Linked DNA regions of Mus musculus: region 1 is linked to region 2. The links are chromatin contacts, called in public HiChIP or PLAC-seq maps. All regions are on one chromosome and are shown on one strand. Each heading gives the region's core, a stretch centred on a gene start, on an enhancer-like site or on the middle of the called end of the contact. The rest is flanking DNA. Distances are from core to core; before and after follow the strand shown. Region 1 has its middle 190 kb from the start of Gm36569. Region 2 has its middle 26 kb from the start of Gm26420.

Region 1 (3,519 bases), core at 586-3,085, 270 kb after region 2:
AGGACTCTGAACAAGAATGCGTTCTAAGTGGTGGTTTGCATGGGAATGCCTCCCATAGGCTCAACTCATATGTTTGAATACGTGACCCCCAAATGATGGGACTGTTTGGGAAGGATTAGGAGGTATAGCCTTGTTGGAGGAGGTGTGCATTTGAGGGTGAGCTTTGCATTTTAAAATCCCATGCCATTCCCAGTTAGCCCTCTCTGCCTTGCATTTGTGGACCAAGATGCAAGGTCTCAGCTACTGCTTTAACTGCAGCCATGCCAGCCTGACGGCTGCAGTGCCATAATGGTCATGGACTCACCCTCTGAAACTATAACCCCAAATAAATTCTTCTATAAGTTGTCTTGGCCATGGCATCTCTTGTGCCACCAATAGAAAAGTAATGAAAAGGTGACATTTTAGATTGGGTTTTCCTTTTGTTTTAGTTTCATTTTTTGGTTGTTGCTCTTTTTACCTTTTGAGATAGGCTCTCTCTAAATTGCTGGCCTTCAATTCAATTGTCTCTGCAGGAAGCAGATCTTGAACTTGTGATCTGCCTGCCTTGGCCTCCTGAGTAGCTAGGATCACTGGTCTGTGCCATCACTCCTGTCTATCTTGTGTTGCAAGAAACTTTCTGAAATGCTCACATATCTGGGGGACTAAGTTTCTGGGAGCAGGTAGCATAGTTCTGAATGTGAAAAGGTCCTTGTTCTCCTTTTAATGTTAAGTCCACTGAGTTTAGATCAGTGCAACTATGAAATGAAGGTAACCTTTACAACTTCTTATAGCTTATGGCTGCCCACCCCCATTCTTTCTATTATCTGCTGAAAATAAAAGCCTGAAGGTGGAGATCTATATTGCTTTTAAGAGCATATTGACGCACTGAGCTGGAAATGGCAGTGCTTTTAATAAGGTACCAATGACACAAATACTATCAAAATGTTAGTTTTGTGGTCCTTTACTTAGAGCAGTGTGGTGTTTTGGTAAATAATATTTAAACTCAGAGCAGTAATTAAGTTACATGACCATGCCTCATGACAGTCTGTTAATATTCTCTTCATTATGGAATTTGGCCTTCAGTGTCCAAAGGGGAACAAGGAGTCACCATCAAATTTGCTAATAAGGGATTAAGTAGAAACTTGACAGCTGCTAATCAACTGGCCGTGCCTTTTGGGTGTTGCTGGAAGTCATATCGAAACTGTTTTATTCCCTTATTAGTGCTGGGGTGAAAGGGGATACTAGGTATGTTCTCTGCCTCTGAGTCCCAAGTCCAGCCTGTCTCTGTCTCTGTCTCTGTCTCTGTCTCTGTCTCTGTCTCTCCTCTCCTCTGTCTCTCTCTCTCTCTCTCGCACCCCCTCCCACTCCTCCATTCTGTCTCACAGTTGTATTTGAACTTTTGACCCTCCTGTCTCAGCCTCCTGAATAGGTAAGATCCCAGTCCTGCATGGTGCTAAGTCAAAGTGGCTCCAACTTTATGGAGATAGTCAATTTGCATAGGAGTTTCTTAGAGAGAGACTAATATTCTCTAAGGTTTACCAAGTACATCAGTCTCTGACTTGGTCCAATTTAGCTTGTGGATTTAGCATGCCGATTAAATCTGAGGAGAGAATTTAGTTACCAAGTTTTTCTTTTCGAATCATTTCGAATTTTAAGTATACACATTTTGCAAGTCCTTCTTTTACAGACAGCTTTAGGTTGGATGCTGAAGGAGAGAGAGGATAACAGAAACGAGAAAAAGCTAAAGGGATGTGTAAGGAATAGAAGAAGGCTAAAAAGCTGAAGAACGGCAGAGAGGTTAGTGAGAGGGGAAAAAAAAAACAAAAAAACAAAAAAACAGAGAGTACGGAGTACAGGCTCTGCGCCACTAGAGGGCAGGGCAGCACTGGGTAGAACGCCATCTTTAGCAAGTTCTTCCCCCTCTAAAAAGAAACCTGGGGCTGAAAATGAGAAAGGGAAGAGGGAAGGCATGGAGGAAATTAGGAACGAAGGGAGTGCAGTTGGGTGTAAGACAAGTTTCTTTTCAGATTCAAGCACGAGAGCAAGAGGAAGAGAGGAAGGATCATTTTTCTGTACCCTGACAAGACTTAAAGTGAATGTTTCCCAGCACCTGAAAGGCAGGGACTGAAAGACTACCATTTGTTGCTCACCTAAGGATTTTCCCCCTCTTCTTCCCGGAAATGCTCAATCTTAACAATAGATCTTTCCAAGAACTGTCTGGGAAGTATAAATAGCTGGCTGCAGCTACAGTTTGAGATTTTGACGTTGCTGTCTATTTCTTCTGCTTCTGGTTTTTACAGAGGATTTTTTTTTTTCTCCCAAGTCTCCGTCCGACGCAGCCAACTGAAACAATGTTTTTTTTCCTTTTTCTTTTTTCCCTAGACAAGTAATTTAAAGACCTAACATTTTCCTCTACAGGGAGGGCGTCGACAATAGCAACTCATTGTTTTTAAGTGATTTCATTTAAATCCACATAAAACAAGATGAAGTACGTCACAATGACCCCCTCCTCTTTTTAAGGTTATAACCTATTTTAATGACTGCTTTGATATACGTCGCATGGCATCTTAAAAATTCAGAAACGGATGTCTCTGAATTTAGATTTAGAATCAAGATATGCAGCTTTTAGTACAACATGCTTTTGAGAGAATTGTAAAGATGGCGTCTTGTTAGGGCTTAACAAGAGACGAGCTAAAAAGGCTCCACTGTTCAGTGGAAATAGCTTGCTCCCATCTTCAGTATCTAAAAACTGCGTGTGTGTTTTATTCAATCATTACTTAAAAATTAAGACACTGTTGGGGACCAGAGATAAAATGTGTCTGGAATGTTTTTGGTGAATGTTTCAAGACTGAGAGAAAGTCCTTTTAGAAAGGAATTTGACTATAGGTGGCTCTTGCTTTAAATAGTAGCTGTACCCTCTGAAACATATCTGTCAATTGATTTTTTTCTAAATGGAATTATGTTTTTTTATTGACTCATGAAAATTTCAGAAGTGCTTTTTATTATTTTCCAGTGATATCTACATTTAGCTTTGAGGTTTTTCTTCCTTGCAAGTAAACAATATGAAAACATTCCCAGAAGCGCAATGTTTGTAAAATGTAGGCCTCGGTTTCAGTTGTCTGCAAACAGTTTCTCTGTTCTTTATGTGTTTCAGTCAGGGATTGAATTTTTGGGCAAAGCTAAGCCATTGCTGTGTGTAAACATAGGTCTTGGTTATCGTAGCATTCAGACTGCTCTCAGGCCACTTTTAAAGACACATAAGCCATCATTTCCAGGCCTCACTTCCAGTCTTCAGTGTGATGTAACAGCTGTCTCTTGTTTAGTAGAGGAAATGTCTGAGAGGAAAAACAGTTCCCGAGTTATCCTGTCTACAGACAGCTCTTCCACTATCATTTCCTCATTAGCTGAGAAGCGTGGCAGCATGACTTTGTCGGGAAAGAACAACGATGCTCTTTTCCTGCGACCAGGGAATTTAGAGCTGGGGAAGACGCTTCTTCAAGGCTACCAGGTTTGTTTTAAATTCATAAAATAACCCATTCC
Region 2 (3,319 bases), core at 285-2,784:
AATGAAGAAAATATCTAAGAAAAAAATTTAAAAAAAGAAGGGCTCAAACTTAGTTACAATGTTTTTGTGGAGCATTTTGACAGCATCAATCCAAACTTTCAATGTGTACCTCTCTCACCATGTCTAAGCACGTATTGTGAACATTCACATCAAGTGTGTAAGATAAACACAAAGATATTAATGATGTCCTTCAATTTTGGTAGGGAAATACTAAAAACAGTCTCTAAGACTGTATGAGAAAATAGAAATTGAGTTATTGGAAGATAATAAGTGGTATTTAATTTTTCCTTGTATCTTTGCTGTTGTTTTGAAGACAAACTTGTCTGTTGAAACCATATGCAAACCTAATTTAATGAAATTGATGTTCAGCCCAGACAGAACTGATAGGCACCATAAGAATCCTGCAGAAAAGGTCAAACTCTCATTCTTGGAAGAGTTTTCTTCGTGAGAGTTTTGAACCCCAACCCATAAATAGAGCAGTTTTTGTTTGTGTGTTCTTGTAGGCAAGGGTGTTGCCTAGGAATGGGGCCCCTTGATGGGCTTCTCGAAGTGTGTTCTTGGATGAACAGAGTTAGGGAGCTAAGGAAGGGAGCCAGGGAAGACTGCACACAAGCTGAGAAAATTATATTGGCTCTGTAGCCTTGGAACAATATCTGCTCTGGAAAAAAAACCCAACAAAACAAAACAAAACAAAACAAAACAAAACAAAACAAAACAGCACTATGCAATATTAAGGTTAATCATAGGTGATTGGACATCTACAATTGTTGCATCAGTCATTGAAAACGGATACACTTACAAGAAATCAGGAGGCGTGTGTGGTCTGCTGCTCACAGAAAGTCTCTCTGCCGTGCAAGCATCCAATATGAAACTTCCCTGTGTTTCCCACCTCCCCACAGGATGCACACACAACTGCTGGAATCCAGTGAGACTGATTTGATGTTCCCTCACCTCAGAGTTAAGAAATATGTCCCTCTCTTATGTTGAGGTGAACAGATATATTGCCAAGACGCTCGCTACACAGGGAATATTACTTTTAAGCTTTGGGAGTGTGGAAGAATAAAGTGCCCCAATGCAAGGCAGGGCATGTCTCTAAGCCTGTAAAGGAGGCAGTTCTGCAAAGCATCTTGCCTTGTGATGAGATTTCAGCCATCTCCAACTTTCTGTCTTGTGTTGTGATTTTCCACTAGGTGTTTCAGAACCGAAACAAACACAGTCTCATGGCCGCACATCACCTTTGCCCAGTATAATTCCATACCCAGGAGAGAGGGACGGTGACATACCTTCTCAGACCAGTCTGCCAGGGAGAGTTAAGTCTGTAAGATTCCACATTCACTGGTCGTGTAGTTACAGCAAGTGCTTGACTTAATGAGCCCACTGGGGAAACATTTCAGGCTCTGATTGGAAAAAGGCCTTCAAAAATAACAGGGCAAATAGTTCCAGGTCTCTGTGACCTGAAATGTCTAATTAGGCTAAAGAATTACTAGTGCATCTCTGAGAGAACCGAGGCTGTGCAGCCTGATGAGTCAGTGGAGAGTCACTGCCATGTGATCAGGGAACGGTGTGGCGTAGCTGTGCCCCAGCTGTTGGTGGCATTCGACAAGGACACACTCTGCGCTTCCATACTTCTAACACAAGTTTATTTGTGATGTTTCCACCTTATAGGAAACTACATGATGAAGTCCAAACACCAATAAAAGGACAATGAAAAACACCATTGAGAGACAGATGGAGAGTTAGAGGCACAGCTGGGACATAAATGAAACAGTAGTGATTTCACACATGAACGCTCTTGGTACAGTCATCCACGGGTCATATATGTGAACGAGGATAGTTGCAGGAGAGAGATGGTGAGGATAGTTTCAGGAGAGAGATGGGGCTGGCAGAGGATGTGTGCGGTTTCTGAGCTGATCCCAAATTATCAAGCAGGCACACACTCCCCTCTGGTGGCCAAGTGTGAAACTGCATTTTTCCATATGAATGATTACTAGTCCTCAAAGATTAAAGTTGTGCAATCAGGTTCCTGATGTTATGAGAATAACTGACTTTAAGCATTTGATTGAATTTTCCAGTCATTAAAGTTGAAAGTCTCATCTTAGAGGAGCTCTAGTTTTATAAGCTTTTTCATCTTTGGCAGTGACTCCAAGGAAGACATGGATAATTCTATTAGGCTGAGACCCAAGCTGTCCTCTTGAGGGCTAGGACATCTTGTCAGCAGATGCCTATTTGATCCTCAGGAGAATAACACACATGGAATTTAGTGAGCAGCAAATAAGAGAATCAAGTAGAAAATCTGACTTAAAAAAAGATTTATTTATTTATTTATTTAAAAAAAGATTTATTTTATGCATGTGAGTCCACTGTCGCTATCTTCAGACACACCAGAAGAGGGCATCAGATCCCATTACAGACGGTTGTGAGCCCCCACGTGGTTGCTGCGAATTGAGCTTGTGACCTCTGGAAAAGCAGTCAGTGCTCTTAACCCCTGAGCCATTTATCGAGTCCTTGCCTTATTTATGTATATGAGCGTGTTTTTCCTGTATGTATGTCTGTACACCAGAAAAAGGCACCAAATCCCATGAGACTACAGTTATAGACCGTTGTTAGCATCTGTGTGTGTGCTGGGAGTTTAACTCAGGACCTTTGGAGGATCAGCCAGTGCTAAGCCATCAATTTAGCTCCCCAGTTGACTCCTTGTAGTTTACATGAGAGAACGATGCGCAGTCTGATAAGCATGAGAGGTTCTTTCTTTTTCCTCCCATCTTGTCTAATAGTTTTCAAGATAAAACACTTCCATGCCTGTGTTGGTGGCTTATTTCTTGTTTTTGTTATTCCATCATAGTTGGCAAGCATATTGCAATTTGTTTATCTTTCCCATTATTTATGGACATGAATGTATGTACCATTCTTAACAGTGCACGAATCGTTGTATGCTTTCTCTAGTCCAATCCCTCTTCTGTGCGAGTCGCAGGGTCCAACTCAGGCTGTCAGGTTTGGCAGCAAGCATCTAATTTACTCTCTTGAGTCAACTTGCTGGCCTACTATTGCTCTGTGATGACTAGAGAGGACTTAAAGATCTCCCATTAGAACAGCTTTCATACACTGTATCATCGTGTGTGAGTTAACAGATGCCAAGAAATTGTAAGCTCTTTTGACTTCATAATGACTTAATGACTATTTACATCAGTGAGGGGAAACTACAAGGTACATAGAAATTCTGTCTGGTAAAATCAGGATGCTCATGTACTTAGGGAGGGTTAAGAAGGGCTTGAAGACCGAAGCCTGTGGTGCTGGCGATAGGGGAGTTCCCTTATCTGTG

Evidence for each region. HiChIP or PLAC-seq counts read pairs in DNA pulled down with a chosen protein or histone mark.
Region 1: a contact with region 2 is called in a CTCF HiChIP or PLAC-seq map of the NIH/3T3 cell line, with 12 read pairs. The contact joins two enhancer-like sites.

What each region holds. Positions count from the first base shown.
Region 1 is chr3:80,078,111-80,081,629 of GRCm38.p6, forward strand. No RefSeq gene overlaps it. Among named protein-coding and RNA genes, the nearest start is that of Gm36569, 190 kb to the left of the region's middle. Within about 2 kb of position 1,836, at least 48 of the 459 cell types and tissues checked have an H3K27ac peak or open chromatin away from gene starts, as enhancers often do. A contact at or near this core is called in the NIH/3T3 cell line, where this site is marked.
Region 2 is chr3:79,807,432-79,810,750 of GRCm38.p6, forward strand. No RefSeq gene overlaps it. Among named protein-coding and RNA genes, the nearest start is that of Gm26420, 26 kb to the right of the region's middle. Within about 2 kb of position 1,535, at least 50 of the 459 cell types and tissues checked have an H3K27ac peak or open chromatin away from gene starts, as enhancers often do. A contact at or near this core is called in the NIH/3T3 cell line, where this site is marked.